Linked DNA regions of Anas platyrhynchos: region 1 is linked to region 2. Evidence: chromatin contacts called from public Hi-C data. All regions are on one chromosome and are shown on one strand. Each heading gives the region's core, a stretch centred on a gene start, on an enhancer-like site or on the middle of the called end of the contact. The rest is flanking DNA. Distances are from core to core; before and after follow the strand shown. Region 1 has its middle 190 kb from the start of RERGL. Region 2 has its middle 180 kb from the start of LMO3.

Region 1 (2,700 bases), core at 185-2,684, 180 kb before region 2:
TTGTAGACTTTGGCAACAGCTGAAATTACTCAGATTCTTGCAGAATTAGGCCTTTACCCCATTCAGATACTCTATGTATTCCTCTGTCAGTATGCAGGAAAGCAGACACAGTAGACTTGGTCTAAGGCTGCTGAGAAAATGCTCTTCTTGAGAGCCATTGTTTTCAAAATACTGGCAGCAAAGTATCAGTTCATGACTTACTTTGCAGAGTTGTCTTATTTAAATATCTACATTTTATTCATAATAAACAAGAATACACTGATTTACCTTCTGTTTCCTTCCCTCCCTTTCTCACTCCCTCTCTTCATCGCTCTTTTAAGGTGCAGAAGGTTATTTTAATTCTATGAAGTTACTTCTCTAAAAATGTCGGTAATTCTGACAAAAGCATCACACTACTGTTAAGGCATCCACTGAGCAAGACTATGAAGGTTACATGAGAGCATCAGCTACAGCTCTATTGTTTTCATTTGCATAAAAATTTTCAGCCAGAGTCAAACATTTTCTAACACTCTGAATTACATAAAACCACTTTTTTTTTTTCTGAATTTTTATTTTACTTTTATCCACAAATATTTCTTTAGAAATAATTTTTAAAGGTGGTGATGTGAACTCACTCAATGTAATTTCCCCAAATGACAAGACACTTTCAAATTGTTTTGTAATTTCTTCACATTATAGGAGTGCTTGAGGACTAGCAATCAGAGATTAAGATCTTGTTATGCTAGGTACTCTCATTACTATTATTATTTTATTTTGTTTTATTTTTAAAGAAGAAAAAGTCTTTGGGCCAGAATTGCAAAAATATATGTATTTATGAAAAGAGAAAAAAAAAAAGAGAGAGAGACAAAAAAAATCCAAACACACAGAAAGAGAGCAGGAGGGAAAGTGAGGAAAAACTAGAAGTATGTGCTTTTTTGCTTGTTTGTTTTGTTTATTTGTTTGTTTGTTTTCGTAACAGTTTATCACTTGCCCTGGAACTGCTGGATGATAAAGTACTATAATGGAGATTTTAAAAAGGTACTGGAGAAGGCTAAGAGACCAAGGTTTTAGTTGGGAGTTTAATGGATATGTCTGTTAAGCTTCCTTCCTCTGTTTATTTCAGTCTGCACAGGAGGTATGAGCTGAATTACTTACATCACTAAAAATAAACTTCACTTGTACATTTCTAATAATAAGAAGCAAATATTAATAGCAATTGATATGAAATATTGTATGGCATAGAGCGACCTGAGTTATAAATTTCCTCCTTTATCCCTTTCCAGTAAGCTGTTACATATATGACAGCTGCGTATCTCATGAATGGTCTTCTGTGCTCCCCATGAGATTATGTGAAATGAGATGTGGATGGCTCCTAAGCCACCCAACATTTTTGGTGATGGACATTGACAACAAATTGACACCTAAGGCTGCCAACACTTTTGCCTAGGGGCTCACTAATGCCTTGTTTATATGTAAGGCAGAAGGCTGTGTCCTGCCAAACCTGGAAGTCAAGAGCATGTTTATGCAAATAGAGGAAGTAGATGTAAGGGTCTGTGTCGGGTCTGTCTGAGCTGGAGTCACCTTTTCCCTGCAGCAGCCCACACAGTGCTGTGCTCTGCACTCATAGCTGGAACAGCACTGATATCACTCCAGTGTTGTGTCTATTGCTGCGTAGTGCTGGCACAGCATCAGGACTCCTTCCAAGACCCCAAGAGCCAGCAGGCTGGGGGTGGGCAAGTGATGGGGAGGGGACATTGCCAGGGCAGCTGACCTAAACCAACCAAAGGGATATTCCATAACACCTGATGTCACACTCAGCAATAAAAAGGGGAGCTCTCGTGGGGGAGGGGGCTGTTCCTCCTGAACAACCACTACGTGTTTGAGGCCCTGCTTCCCAGCACGTGGCCAAACACTGCTCGTTGATGTGAAGTAGAGAATATTTTTTTTTTCCTCTCTCTCTGTGTTTCTGTGTGGACTGATTGTTTCTTTTGTTTCTGTTTTTCCTCCCCATTCCCTTTCCCTTTAATTAAACCTTTCTCATCTCAAACCTCGAGTTCTCTGTGTTGTATTTTCTCCCCCTTCCTCTTTGAGGAGAGGAGGAATGAGAGAGCGGTTGTGGTGGAGCTCGGCTGCCCACCTGAGTAAAACCACCACAGGTCCTGTCTCAGGAAGCTAGTTATAAAGTTGTATGTTACTAATGCATTGTGCAAGGTAAGAACATTTTGCTATTGCTTATTGTTATTCTTATTTTTCTCCCATAAATGTTGGTTACCCATAAAGAAATTAAACCAAACTGTAGTATTATACAAATTACTTTTAATATATTTACCAATGTTAAGTCTATGACAAAGGAAGGTCAGTGAAGTTTAATGTTGCATTATCTACTTGCAGTATGAATTCTAATAAAATACCAGTGAAATACTAATTTAAGCGCTTTTTAAAATCTTCCAATGTTTTGACATTGTACATTTTTTCTTGGCTTTTGTACTGTGGAAGATTATACACACCTGCACTAAACTGATAAATGGTCTCTCAGAGAGATTTTATTGTGGTTCCTCCCTTCCCTCCTTCCTTCCCTCCTTCCTTCCTTCCTTCCTTCCTTCCTTCCTTCCTTCCTTCCTTCCTTCCTTCCTTCCTTCCTTCCTTCCTTCCTTCCTTCCTTCCTTCCTTCCTTCCTTCCTTCCTCCTCCTTCCTTCCTTCCTTCCTTCCTCCTTCCTTCC
Region 2 (2,700 bases), core at 180-2,679:
TTTTAAGAAACTTTTGCTTTAGTTACTGTTACAAATATTATTAAAGGACTTAATACACATAACCCACCACCTTATTCCAACACTTCAAAATTCATTTAACTATTCACAAAATCTACAGACTTCTGCCTTAGCTCAGACCCTTCTGAATAGAGAAGGAGAATTCCTCTGGGGGCAAGTGACAGTAAGAGAAAACTTACATTTCATATTGTTTCCTGAAGTTTTCTTTGATGTTCCAATGTCTACACTAGGATTTTTCTGAAATAAGGCTCCTAAATTAAAAATAAAAATAAAAATTGAAATTTCTGTGTCAAAGTTAGGCTATATGAATGCCCCTCAAAGTATTAAGAATTGTCTGTAGTAAGCAAAGTGCTATCTGATCAAATATTTAACCTTGAACAAAATCTAAAAAGAACTTGAAATTAATTTAATTGTTGCAGTATAACATGTTGTGTGAAAAGCCAGGTAGTCCAAAGTGAATTTTTAAGTCCGTCTCAGACAAAAAGTACTGTCAGTATAAGAAACAATTTAGCCAATCATTTTCTAAACAACTCCTGAATCTATTTGGCACAACTTGGATCAAAGCCAGCCTTTTGTATTAAAAGTGAGGAGTCTTGCCCCATTTACAGAATTGAGACTACTTGACCTGCATGTAGAGTCCTGTTTTTACCAAAAGGTCAAACTCAGGACAAATGTATTTGTGGAATGACCCAGTCACACAGTAAGAAAGCATTAACTGTTGTAGTGGCACAGCTTATCCACAAAGTTTTGCTGCTTGAGTCACTGGCTGACACCATTCTTGTACATGACAGCTTGAATGTCTGTGTTAGCTTTGTAGCCAGAAGCATACAACATTGGAGACACATCTGGAAATTGGGTTTTATCTCATCTAAGCCCAGAATCTTCAGTACTTCTTAGATTTATCTGGGATGAAAGCAAAACCTTTCCTAATTGCTTGTGTATTTCTATTTCCAGTCTTTCTAAAAAAAAAAAAAAAGGCAGGGGGGAGGACAGAGGGGATGGACACAGATGACAGAAGGAGAAGGAGAAATAATGTGTTCTTTTTACAGACTGATTCATGTATGGATAAAAATATATTTTGATTAATTCTTATTTGACCTAGACAATTTAACTCCTAAATATATATATATATATTTATACTTAAAGTCCCCTACATTCTATTTGTCAGTGAATTCAAGATAAGTGTTGATTGAAAACATGTGCAGCACATCTTGTGAAAAGCCAATAGAAAAATCAAAATAGTATTGCTCACAGTGAAACAGAATGCTTATGACAAGTATATTGAGACTTAATTCGTGAGAAGAAAAAAAATGGGCTGGGTTTCAGAAAGCATTTTTTAATGGTGAGATCTGATGAACTACAGCAGAGCTTCTCAAGACAGGAGTCTTATTGCATGAGTTTCTTAAAACAATGCAAAGCACTCAAGAATAGAGTGTAGGGAACAATCTAAATTGGTCCCCCGGGTAAGGACTAGCTGACCTAATTGGTATTTCCCATCTTTAATTTATGTGATCATACAGTATGCTGTTATCTTTTCATTACATTAACCCATAGGGTCAAACATTCCTCCAGTGGAGTTCCATTGGCACAAGCAGATTTGCAGCTGCACTCAGTTTGGCCCACACTATTTAAATATGAAATGAATTTCAAACACCGCTGTAATCAGCCTTATTAAATAATATTATTCTCAAGCAAGAAGACCATGTGGTTCCCTGATAAGAAAGACAGATAATTTTATCAATGCAAACTTTATAAAACACAATACCCATCAAATAGTCCATGCCAGAAGAGCACTAAACTACTTAGAGCGATAAATAAAACATTAGTTTGGAAAAGTATTTGGATTCTTCCTCACATTATTGCAATGTTTTATTCATATCCAACTCTTATATTCCTTTCATTCTGTTAATCTAAGTGACCAATATGTGATCAAACAGCACAGTTCTATACAGTTCTGCTTCCTTTGAGATTGCACTGCACCTCCATCACCTTCAGGGCAAGGAGAATGCCACTATGGCTGTCTCAGTTTGTAAACACGTGCCTTTTAATTTGTCTGTCAATCTCTTTTCACTAAGCCACATCACTAATATCAAGCAAAACACTGGTACATTCAGGAGCAATCATTAAATGATAGCTTCTGCAAAATAGCAAAAATACATTTTCTGAAAATAAGTGAAAATGGGAGCCCAAAATAGTTCTATTAAGAGATCTGCCAATGATGCCAAGATGTTGCCTTTAATAAGAAGAAACATGGATAATAGTCCTCTATGGTTCAACTTCTTATTTTACTCTTGTGTCAAAAAGAGGAAACCAAAATCTCCTAAAAACTGTTATTCTGATTTTGTTTAAAAATGCTAAGTGAACATCTGTAAATGTTCATTTTGTTTACTTATCTGTAAAATGATTTTGGAGTCTTCCTGAAATTATTGCAAACCACCTCATAGGAGTTGCAACACTATGTCAAATTTGTAAACTTGCAGCATTTCTTAAAATTTTAGGTACTGGGAGAGTTGCTCAAAAACATTTAATCTAAACTGGTTTGTGATGGACAGACAAATAAATGGTTAATAATCAATCGGGCAACAATTCAATCTTCTTTATGAAAGCCAAAGCCAGAACTACTCAGACTCGGAAATACAACTATGCTGCCTCACAGGAGCTGTATCAAGAAGCTTACGTATC

What was found. Hi-C and Micro-C count contacts between places; a contact is called where the count stands out from the background.
Region 1: a Hi-C map of subcutaneous adipose tissue shows a contact between it and region 2, with 1.7 times the contacts expected there. The contact joins two enhancer-like sites. A contact is called at or near these places in 2 of 8 Hi-C or Micro-C datasets (liver and subcutaneous adipose tissue).

Annotation. Positions count from the first base shown.
Region 1 is chr1:67,210,540-67,213,239 of IASCAAS_PekinDuck_T2T, reverse strand. No RefSeq gene overlaps it. Among named protein-coding and RNA genes, the nearest start is that of RERGL, 190 kb to the left of the region's middle. Within about 2 kb of position 1,434, at least 2 of the 8 cell types and tissues checked have an H3K27ac peak or open chromatin away from gene starts, as enhancers often do.
Region 2 is chr1:67,035,005-67,037,704 of IASCAAS_PekinDuck_T2T, reverse strand. No RefSeq gene overlaps it. Among named protein-coding and RNA genes, the nearest start is that of LMO3, 180 kb to the right of the region's middle. Within about 2 kb of position 1,429, at least 1 of the 8 cell types and tissues checked has an H3K27ac peak or open chromatin away from gene starts, as enhancers often do.